Regions from separate parts of the Sus scrofa genome. Here region 1 is linked to region 2. A link is a contact called in public Hi-C data. All regions are on one chromosome and are shown on one strand. Each heading gives the region's core, a stretch centred on a gene start, on an enhancer-like site or on the middle of the called end of the contact. The rest is flanking DNA. Distances are from core to core; before and after follow the strand shown. Region 1 holds the start of FMNL3 (formin-like protein 3). Region 2 overlaps PRPF40B (pre-mRNA-processing factor 40 homolog B).

The links. Hi-C and Micro-C count contacts between places; a contact is called where the count stands out from the background.
Region 1: a Hi-C map of alveolar macrophages shows a contact between it and region 2, with 4 times the contacts expected there. The contact joins the promoter of FMNL3 here to the enhancer-like site in region 2. A contact is called at or near these places in 1 of 5 promoter capture datasets (liver), 25 of 47 Hi-C or Micro-C datasets (adipose tissue, alveolar macrophages, blood and 13 more) and 2 of 2 datasets of contacts at active chromatin or transcription factors (alveolar macrophages and skeletal muscle).

The regions. Positions count from the first base shown.
Region 1 is chr5:15,643,185-15,647,476 of Sscrofa11.1, forward strand. FMNL3 (formin-like protein 3) reads right to left here and starts at 2,865. Exons shown (of 25, transcript XM_021091615.1): 1 at 2,491-2,865. The coding sequence starts at 2,616.
Region 2 is chr5:15,589,773-15,593,887 of Sscrofa11.1, forward strand. It overlaps PRPF40B (pre-mRNA-processing factor 40 homolog B), which reads left to right. Exons shown (of 25, transcript XM_021091619.1): 20 at 192-329; 21 at 538-633; 22 at 888-974; 23 at 1,191-1,368; 24 at 1,630-1,948; 25 at 2,049-3,368. The coding sequence ends at 2,079. It overlaps FMNL3 (formin-like protein 3), which reads right to left. Exons shown (of 25, transcript XM_021091615.1): 25 at 2,893-3,813. The coding sequence ends at 3,725. Among named protein-coding and RNA genes, the nearest start is that of FAM186B, 21 kb to the left of the region's middle. Within about 2 kb of position 2,704, at least 24 of the 83 cell types and tissues checked have an H3K27ac peak or open chromatin away from gene starts, as enhancers often do. A contact at or near this core is called in adipose tissue, alveolar macrophages, fetal liver and 2 more, where this site is marked.

The DNA of each region.
Region 1 (4,292 bases), core at 1,615-4,114, 54 kb after region 2:
ATTCAGTGGGTTAAGGACCTGGCGTTGCGGTGAGGTGTGGTGTAGGTCTAAGACACGGCTTGGATCCTGCGTTGCAGTGGCCCTGGCGTAGGCTGGTGGCTACAGCTCCGACTGGACCTCTAGCGTGGGACCCTCCATATGCTGCAGGTGGGGCCCTAAAAAAGACACAAAAGACAAAAAAAAAAAGAAAAGAAAAGAAAAGAAACTAATCTATATTAAGAACCTACTGGGTGCCAAGCACCTTATATACATGGCTCACCTAATTCTCAAAATCCCACCAGGATGGGAATTATTAGCCCCATTGTACAGATGAGAAAAATCTAGGCTCAGAGAGGTTAAGACAATTGCTAAGACAGAGCACCTGCTGTCAGGAAATACACCTGAGCCTGTTCCAGGGTCAAACATCCAAGAAACAGTACTGTTCCCAAAGGAGAGTGGAAAGGACATGTTTCATGAACAGAGGAAAGAGGAATCTTTAGGAGCCCCCAGAAAGGATTCAAATCCCCAAGAAAGCATGATTTTTCTCCGTGTTGGAAAACTGGGGTAAAATCCCCTCCTCTCCTAAAACAGCTAACTCGTCCTGGCCTGGCCTGTTTCAGCCCCCTATCATCCACAGCTCAGGCACCGAGAAATAGGACCAAAACAAAAGCCACGAGGAAACAAATCAAAACTTTATACAGAAAGGCAGGCTTGCAAGTGGGTGGTCTGGTCCCAGGCTTGACCTGGGCGCTCTGGCTAGTAATCAGGGTATCGTGTACATTTTGTGAATATTAAGCCATTAATCTGCCAACTAAACAGACTTGTCAGTTAAACTCCAATAAGGACATGATCGACTATGCTTCTGAGCTCTTGCGACAAACAGCCTGGCAGCCCCCATCCACTCTATCTCTGACCATCCCTTTCTCTCCATTCTCTGTAGCTACCTCATGCCACTCCATGGAGGTTTTTACACCCCCACTGGAGTGCAAAATCCCTCCTACTCTTTCCCCAACAGTTGAGCTCTTGTTCTCAAAGGCACCAAGTCCAAGGCTCTCCTCCTCAGCCTCTGAGATGGCCACGGCATATTAGTAATCACTGACTCACCCCATCCCTCTGAGGAGGCTGGGGGAAATGCAGAGGGCCACAGGATGTGTGGCCCAGATCCCTTTGGCCCTTCAGAGAGCTGATGGGCAGAGAGGTACCAGCTTCCCCTCGGAACCCATGTACCCCCCCTGATCTGGCTATGGTGCCAGTGGGCTGGTGTCAGACTCTGCACCATCAGAGTAGGCCAGGATCCCTAGACAGCTTCACTGATGCCAACAGATCTAATCATTCCAAAGCAGATGAAATCCAATAAGGCTGCTAAGTCCACAACTTATTCCTCCTTACAGGCAAAGGCAAAGTCGGCCCTTCAGGCCATAGTAACAATTACTGCAGTACTAACACTGCCTCTTAGAGAGTTCTTTGAGGAACTGGAAACCCTTTCCCCAAGTTTCTCTAAGATTTACCTCTGTTAGTAAATGTTCCATCTCCTAGTTCACTTTCTTTCTCCAAAACTTCATTTTTAGCTCCAACAGATTCTCTGGCTCCATCTCAGTGATACCAGCTCAGATCCTCTCTGTCCACAGAGCCACTGACATCAATGTCCAATTCCCACACCAAAGAATCCCAAAGTCAGCTCTAAAAACTCATCCATACAGATCACTTAGGAACCTACAGAAAGACTAAAAAAAGTACAGCCCCAAAAACCAAACCCAGTCGCTAGGGCTTAACATAAAAAGTGGGGAGGCGGGGGAGGCAGGATGGTTCGTGTATTGTTTCAATTGGAAAAATACACTAGTGAAATGGCTTATCCACATGTTCAGGCCTTTTAGGCAAACCCACTGTAACTTTGCAGGATGCCTGCAGGCCGTTCTGAAAATAAGAGGAATGGCAGCACTCTTTATTCCACCCTCTTCAAGAGCTGCCAGCTCCCCTCCATTCCCTACCCACCCCCCTCTCCCCCAAACATCTGGTCCCGGCTGGGAGTAGGACCCACTCCCTGGAAAGTCTCCATGTTAACATCAGAGGTGGTCTCCCCAGTCAGAGAACGCAGACTTAGGCTGAGGAGTGGGCCGGCCCTGCGCTTCTGAATTCCCCCCGCACCAGCCAGAGGCTTAGGAGTGAGAATTCTAAGGACCTGGGGAGACTGTCAGGGAAGTGGGGCGGGGGGGGGGGGGAGCGAGAAGGGCGGCAGAAGGGGGAGGGGCGAGGAAGAAGTCTGGGTCCCGGGGCGGTCCCGGGCTGGGGACCCCTCCTCTTAAGCGTCCAGCGGTTGAGGCGGTCGGTCGGGAGGTCCCTGATGGGGCTGCTCAGAGGTTCCCGGGAAGGCGCTGGGGGCCGAGGTCTGTCCAAGGCCCTGACTGAAGAGGTGGACCGGACCAAGGGACTCGGGCAAAGTCCCACCTGAGGCGCTGGGACCTGGGGGGGGGGGGGCGGTAGGAGGGGGAAGGGACTAGGCTCGGCTCTTACCAGCACCAAGGCGAACCTCTCCTCCAGCTCACAGGGCTCAGGCATCGGCATCTTGCCGGTCGGCGGCAGCAGCGAGACAGAGGGCGGCTCGCCCGGGCTCCCCTCGGTGCTCTCCAGGTTGCCCATCGCTGCGGGGCCCCCTCGGGGGCCTCAGCCCCCCACCTCCAAGCCCGGGGGTCTTGGGCTGGGCCTGTCGGACTCGGCTCCTCCCTCAGGGCCGGCTACCCTAGTCCCGACTCCTCGGCCGGGTCGGGGGCTGAGGGGCTCCTTAGGGTCCGGCAAGACCCGGAGCGGACAGCGGCACCGAAGCGACCGGCTCCAGCTAAAACCCGCCGCCTCGCCGCTCTCAGCGCGCCGCCCCGGCGCTGCCCCTCCCCGCCCCCCGCGCTCTTTCCCTTCCCCCCCTACTTCGCTTCCTCCCACCCACTCCCGGCCGGGACTCCGGCTTCCCCCCGAGCGCCGACTGCAGCCGCGCGCCCCATTCATGCAGGCCCCGCCTCTCGCCCACGGGCCTCCCGGGCAGCCCGCCTCGCCCCGCCCCCTCCTGAGTCCGATTGACGGCCTCAACTGCCAATCACAGTGCCTCCAGCACCGCGGTGGCCTCGCGCCTGGCGCTTGGCGCGCCCTGGCGGCCCTGGTGCGTATCTAATCATCGCAGTTGCTGAGGGCGTGAGGTGTTGGGTTGGTCCCTGGGAAACGGCCCTTTACCATAATAGCTCATAATATATACAAATAAATAAGATACAGGGCACCGAGTGAACAGATAACTGCAAGAGAAGTAGAAACGTCTAGGATACTCAGAAGTGGGAGAGAGACCACACCTGTTAGAGTCACGGTAAGAGGGAGAATTTGAATCGGGCATTTAGGAATGGGGACTACCTTAACTGCCTGAGACAGGTGAAAAGGATTTAGGAGAGGACCTTACCGACGTTCAAACGTTGATCTGCTTGAATGTGAAAATGGTGAGGCAGGAGAAGGATGCTGCTCTGGGCTAGGTCTATTGGGAGGGTCGTCATTTATGATGTGATGGCCTTCTGTTGTTTCTGCCACCCTGCATACCTCTTCCTCAAGCGATAACATCCCGTCTCCTTTTAGGGAACTACGTTCGCCTGTCCTCAGTCCATGTAGAGCTGAACTTCACCTCCATTCCAGGAGGTCCCATGACCCAGGCCTGGCGAATCAAAGCATTTTCTTCCTCTACCTTTGGAGACTGTTTTAGGAATTGACAGTTGACTTAAGCCAGAATATAAAACTCATTTCTAAGGCTTTCACTGGAATAATCAAGAAAGAGACATTCTCTTGGAGTTCCCATCGTGACTCAGTGGAAACAAATCTGGCTAGCATCCATGAGGACGCAGGTTCGATCCTTGGACTTGCCCTGTAGATTAAGGATCTGGTGTTGCCTTGAGCTGTGGTATAGGTTGAAGAGGTGGTTCAGATCTGGCGTTGCTGTGGCTGTTGTTTAGGCCAGCAGCTGTAGCTCTGATTCAATCTCTAGCCTGGGAACCTCGATGTGCCTCAGGTGTGGCCCTAAAAAGACTTAAAAAAAAAAAAGAGGCAATCTCTTCCCATACCATCACCCATAACACTTCAAGCTTGCTTGAGAATGAAGCCAATGCAGAGGAAAGCAAATGCTAAGGAGTTCCCTTGTGATGCAGTGGATTAAGGATCTGGCACTGTCACTGCAGTGACTGGGGTCATTGTTATGGTGCAGGTTCAGTCCCTGGCCCAGGAACTTCCACATGCTGCAAGTGTGGTCAAAAGGAAAACAGAACAACACCATACCAAGAACCTGAATCCAA
Region 2 (4,115 bases), core at 1,454-3,953:
TAGCCAGGGCTCCGTTCTCGAACTCATCCCTCGGTCTTGTTCCATTCCTTCTCACTCACCGCCCCGGTGTGACTCTGCCCCAGTGCCGGGGATGACAGTAGGAGCCCAGACTCCAATTTCCCACCTTTTGAGGTTTGTCTGAGTGCGTGGGGGCCTGCCCTCCTGGGTGACCCTGTCCTGTCTGCCCTCAGCTGCTGGAAAAAGCAGAGGCACGGGAGAGAGAGCGGGAGAAGGAGGAGGCACGCAGGCTGCGGCGCAGGGAAGCTGCCTTTCGAAGCATGCTGAGGCAGGCTGTGCCTGCTCTGGAGCTGGGCACTGCCTGGGAAGAGGTCAGGACTGCGGCCTGGCACCACACACCACCCCCTCAGTCCTGAGGGCAGCAGTGCTTCTCCACCACTGGGGGCCCACCCCCCTCATAGCACGGCTCGGGGCCAACTCCGGCTCCCTTCCTTCCTCTGCCCCAGCCCTGCCCTGTGCTCATGGCAGCATCCATGCCGTGCTGGGGCCGGTCTGATCAGCAGTGCTCTCCTGTTCAAGGTCCGTGAGCGCTTTGTGTGCGACTCAGCCTTTGAGCAGATCACCCTGGAGTCGGAGAGGATCCGGCTCTTCCGGGAGTTCCTGCAGGTACTGGAGGTGAGCCAGAGCTTTGAGTTCTCTGCACCTGCCCCAGCTCTTCAACACCCAAGGCCAGCTTAAGGGAAATCCTGGTGACCTCCACCCTTTGGGTTCCCCTTTCTGGAACAGCCAGGGAAGGGGAGGTCTTAGGGTGCCTGGCAGAAGCCCAAGAGCTGAGCGTTCGAGGATGGGGCCAGACTAGATTTTAGGATGTAGGGTCCCTCCTGTGGCTAAACTGGTGCCTTCTTCACTCCTCCGTCTGCCTTCACCAGACTGAATGCCAGCACCTCCACACCAAAGGCCGAAAACACGGCAGAAAGAGCAAGAAGCACCATCGCAAGCGTTCGCACTCGCCTTCAGTGAGTTGGCGGGTAGAAAGGATGGGAGGTGAGGCTGGACTGTCTGGGGAAATGAGAACCCCTTTCCTTGCTTCTCCCCTACATCACCTTCCCCGGAGGGGGATCTGAGGATTCCTTTGGCCCTGGAGCCTCCTTCTCCATCCCCAGTTCCCAGCCCTGAGGGCTTCTGGAGCCCAGAGAACCTCTGTGCCAACCCACATCTGCTGCTCTCCCCAGGGCTCCGAGTCAGAAGAGGAGGAGCTGCCCCCACCATCTCTCCGGCCCCCCAGGCGGAGGCGGCGGAACCCCTCAGAGTCGGGCTCCGAGCCCTCTTCCTCACTTGATTCTGTTGAAAGTGGGGGTGCTGCCCTTGGAGGACGGGGTTCCCCATCCTCACGCCTTCTCCTTGGATCAGGTAAGGAATCGGGAGCTGGAGAGGAGGCCTTTGGGGGAGCTCCCCCGCTCCCCTGCCACCGAGGGTAGAGTGGGTTGGGAGGGCTGGGCTGCACCTGTCAGAGTGAGAACGTCCCATCCCTGCCCGGGCAGGAGACCAGGAGCAGGAAGGCGAGCTGGACTGAGACGTCCTCAGACAGGTCCCTGGCTGCGAAGAAGGAGCAGAGAACAGGACGAGGCCTCCTTCTCCCGTGGGACTTAGTGGGGATTTTTCTGTCTCCAGATCATGGTCTTCGCAAAGCCAAGAAACCAAAAAAGAAAACCAAGAAGAGAAGACACAAGTCGGTGCGTAGCGAAGGAGCGTCCGTTCACGGCCCTGCTGTGTTAGGAGACGTCTTCGCCCGCCTCCCGGCCTGTCCTTCACGGGAACTGACGAGGCGGGCTCTGGGCTCTTACAGAACAGTCCCGAGAGCGAGACAGACCCTGAGGAGAAAGCTGGCAAGGAGAGTGATGAGAAAGAACCAGAACAGGACAAGGACAGGGACCTCCGGCGGGCAGAGCTCCCTAACCGCTCCCCAGGCTTTGGAATCAAGAAGGAGAAGGTGAGAGGCAGGCGTCCGACCCCAGCCCAGTCAGCGCTCTGCCCAGGCCTCCGCAGCCCTCAGGGGAGGCCATGGGTGAGCTGTGCCTTTGCTCCACCAGACGGGCTGGGACACGTCGGAAAGTGAGCTGAGCGAGGGAGAGCTGGAAAGACGGCGGCGGACACTCCTGCAGCAACTAGATGACCACCAGTGACCCAACGAGCCCCCCTGCCCCGTCAGTGTGAGGTTGTGGCCTAGGTCACCCTCACCGTCCACTCCAGACTTCTTCCTTAGTCGGGTCTGTGTCCAGTTTTCCTCAAGTAACCCCAACCCCAACACACCGCAGCCAGCACCTCCCCAGGTTGCTCGTGGTGTTCAAGGTCCCCCACTTCCCGGACAACTAGTGCAGTCCTTGCCCTCAGCCCCAGATCAGAGATTGGTGGTGGATGCCGTGTGGGGAGGGTGGTGCCAGTAGATAAAATGTGAGGAGGGGCCTCTAGGAAGAGTGACAGGCCGGTGGACACAGCCTGGGTGGCAGAGGGCGGGGTCCCTACCCGCTAGCGTCAGTGCCTGCTCCTGCCTGCCCAGGCCCTTGGGCTTCCACCACTCCTTCCTCCAGCCCCAGGGCCTAGTGTATGTGTGTTCTGTTTTGCTTTTGTTTTTTAAATAACAGTATTTATAAAGTGACGAGTGGCTCTTTTGTCTGCACTGTGTGCTACTGGGACAGGCTGGGGACTGGACAGGTGCACACACAGCCAGCAGAGGGCACTACTGGCTCACGGCAGGCCTGCCTCCCTTTGTGTGGTTGGAGCCCACCTAGCCAAGTTCTCCCTCCCCAGGCTTCTGCTCACCTCCCCGATGCAGATGGCAGCTCTGCCCAGCCTCCTTTCTGTCCCTGGGCTCCTGTCCGGCTAAATGGCCACCTTAGCCCCCCGCCACTCAGAAAGAGGAGACAGAGTCAGGCCTGGTGTTTCAAGCCTTTGTTGAGAGAAAGAAGGTCTGGGGTTTATGTACAAGAGAGAAGGGAAATGGTACATGTACAAAAAGGAGTAGGCCCCTGTATTTCCTTCTAGGGGCTGAGAAGAAGCTGGCAGGAGACTGAGAAAATAGTCAGCTAAGACCACCATGACCCTGCCCCCTGCCCCAAAAAACTAGCCAAGGCAAGGAGGCGAGGGTGCTGTTGGCACACCCCTTCTCTGTCTTGAGGTTGGGGCAGAGAAAACTACCTCATGCCCACCTCGGCAAGGACAGGGTCAGCCTAGGATGCAAAGGGCCAAGGGCAGGGAGCGTGGCCTCTCCTCTCCCCTTATCACTAGGGCATAGCCGTATAGGCCTAGGCTTAGGAGAACCCTGCTCCTGGAAGAAGATGGTCTGAGATTAGCAGGGTCCCAGGGCTCCCTAAGCTTGGACACTTCTAGCTCACAGCTGACCACTGGGCTGCAACAAGGAAAAGGTAAAAGGAGTAATTGCTTTCCCTCTTGTTCCTCTGGCTCAAGTGATGGAGGGCCTAGGTGCCCCTGCATAGCCTAAAGCTGGAAGTGTTTTCCAGCACTGAGCTGATGCTTGAGGAAATGAAGACCTTGGGAGCAAAGTGCAGTACTGGAGGCACCAGAGAGGCGCTAGGCCCCAAAAGACCTAGTGCCCACAGTGGCGGCAAGATGCAGCTTTGAGAGCTGGTAGACACTGGGAGGAGAGCAGCAGAGCTTTCTGCTGGGCCCTTGGCCATTCCAGGGCTTCAGGTCCACTGGTTGGACCTGCAGGACTCAGAGCTGAAGTGCTTCTGCCTCCAAGAGGGTCTCAGTGAGGGCCTGGAGCCCGAGGCGGGCCAGTGGGTGGTGCAGCACTCCTGGCTTGGTGGCAGACGACAAGGGGCTGGTGGTGGAGGCCTGTGGGAAGGACAGAAGGCTGTGAACAGGCAGGGAGGCAGGGCCAGGCCCAACCTCTGTAGGCCCAGCCCCACAGGTAGGGTCAGCGAGGAGCTGGCCATGAGGCCAATGAGGGAGAAGACTAAAGAGAGGCTGGAGGGCATGGTCAGGGAGATTTCTGGCGTGGGCTCGGCATGTTCAGAGGAACAGAGGAGGGTACTGGAGGCCGGAAGACTGGATATCAGAAAACAGAGGACAAGAGTCATCTGATGCCCCTGGGTAGAAGCCCGGGCCCAGGGCATCTCAGCCTCGGCTGTCAGAGG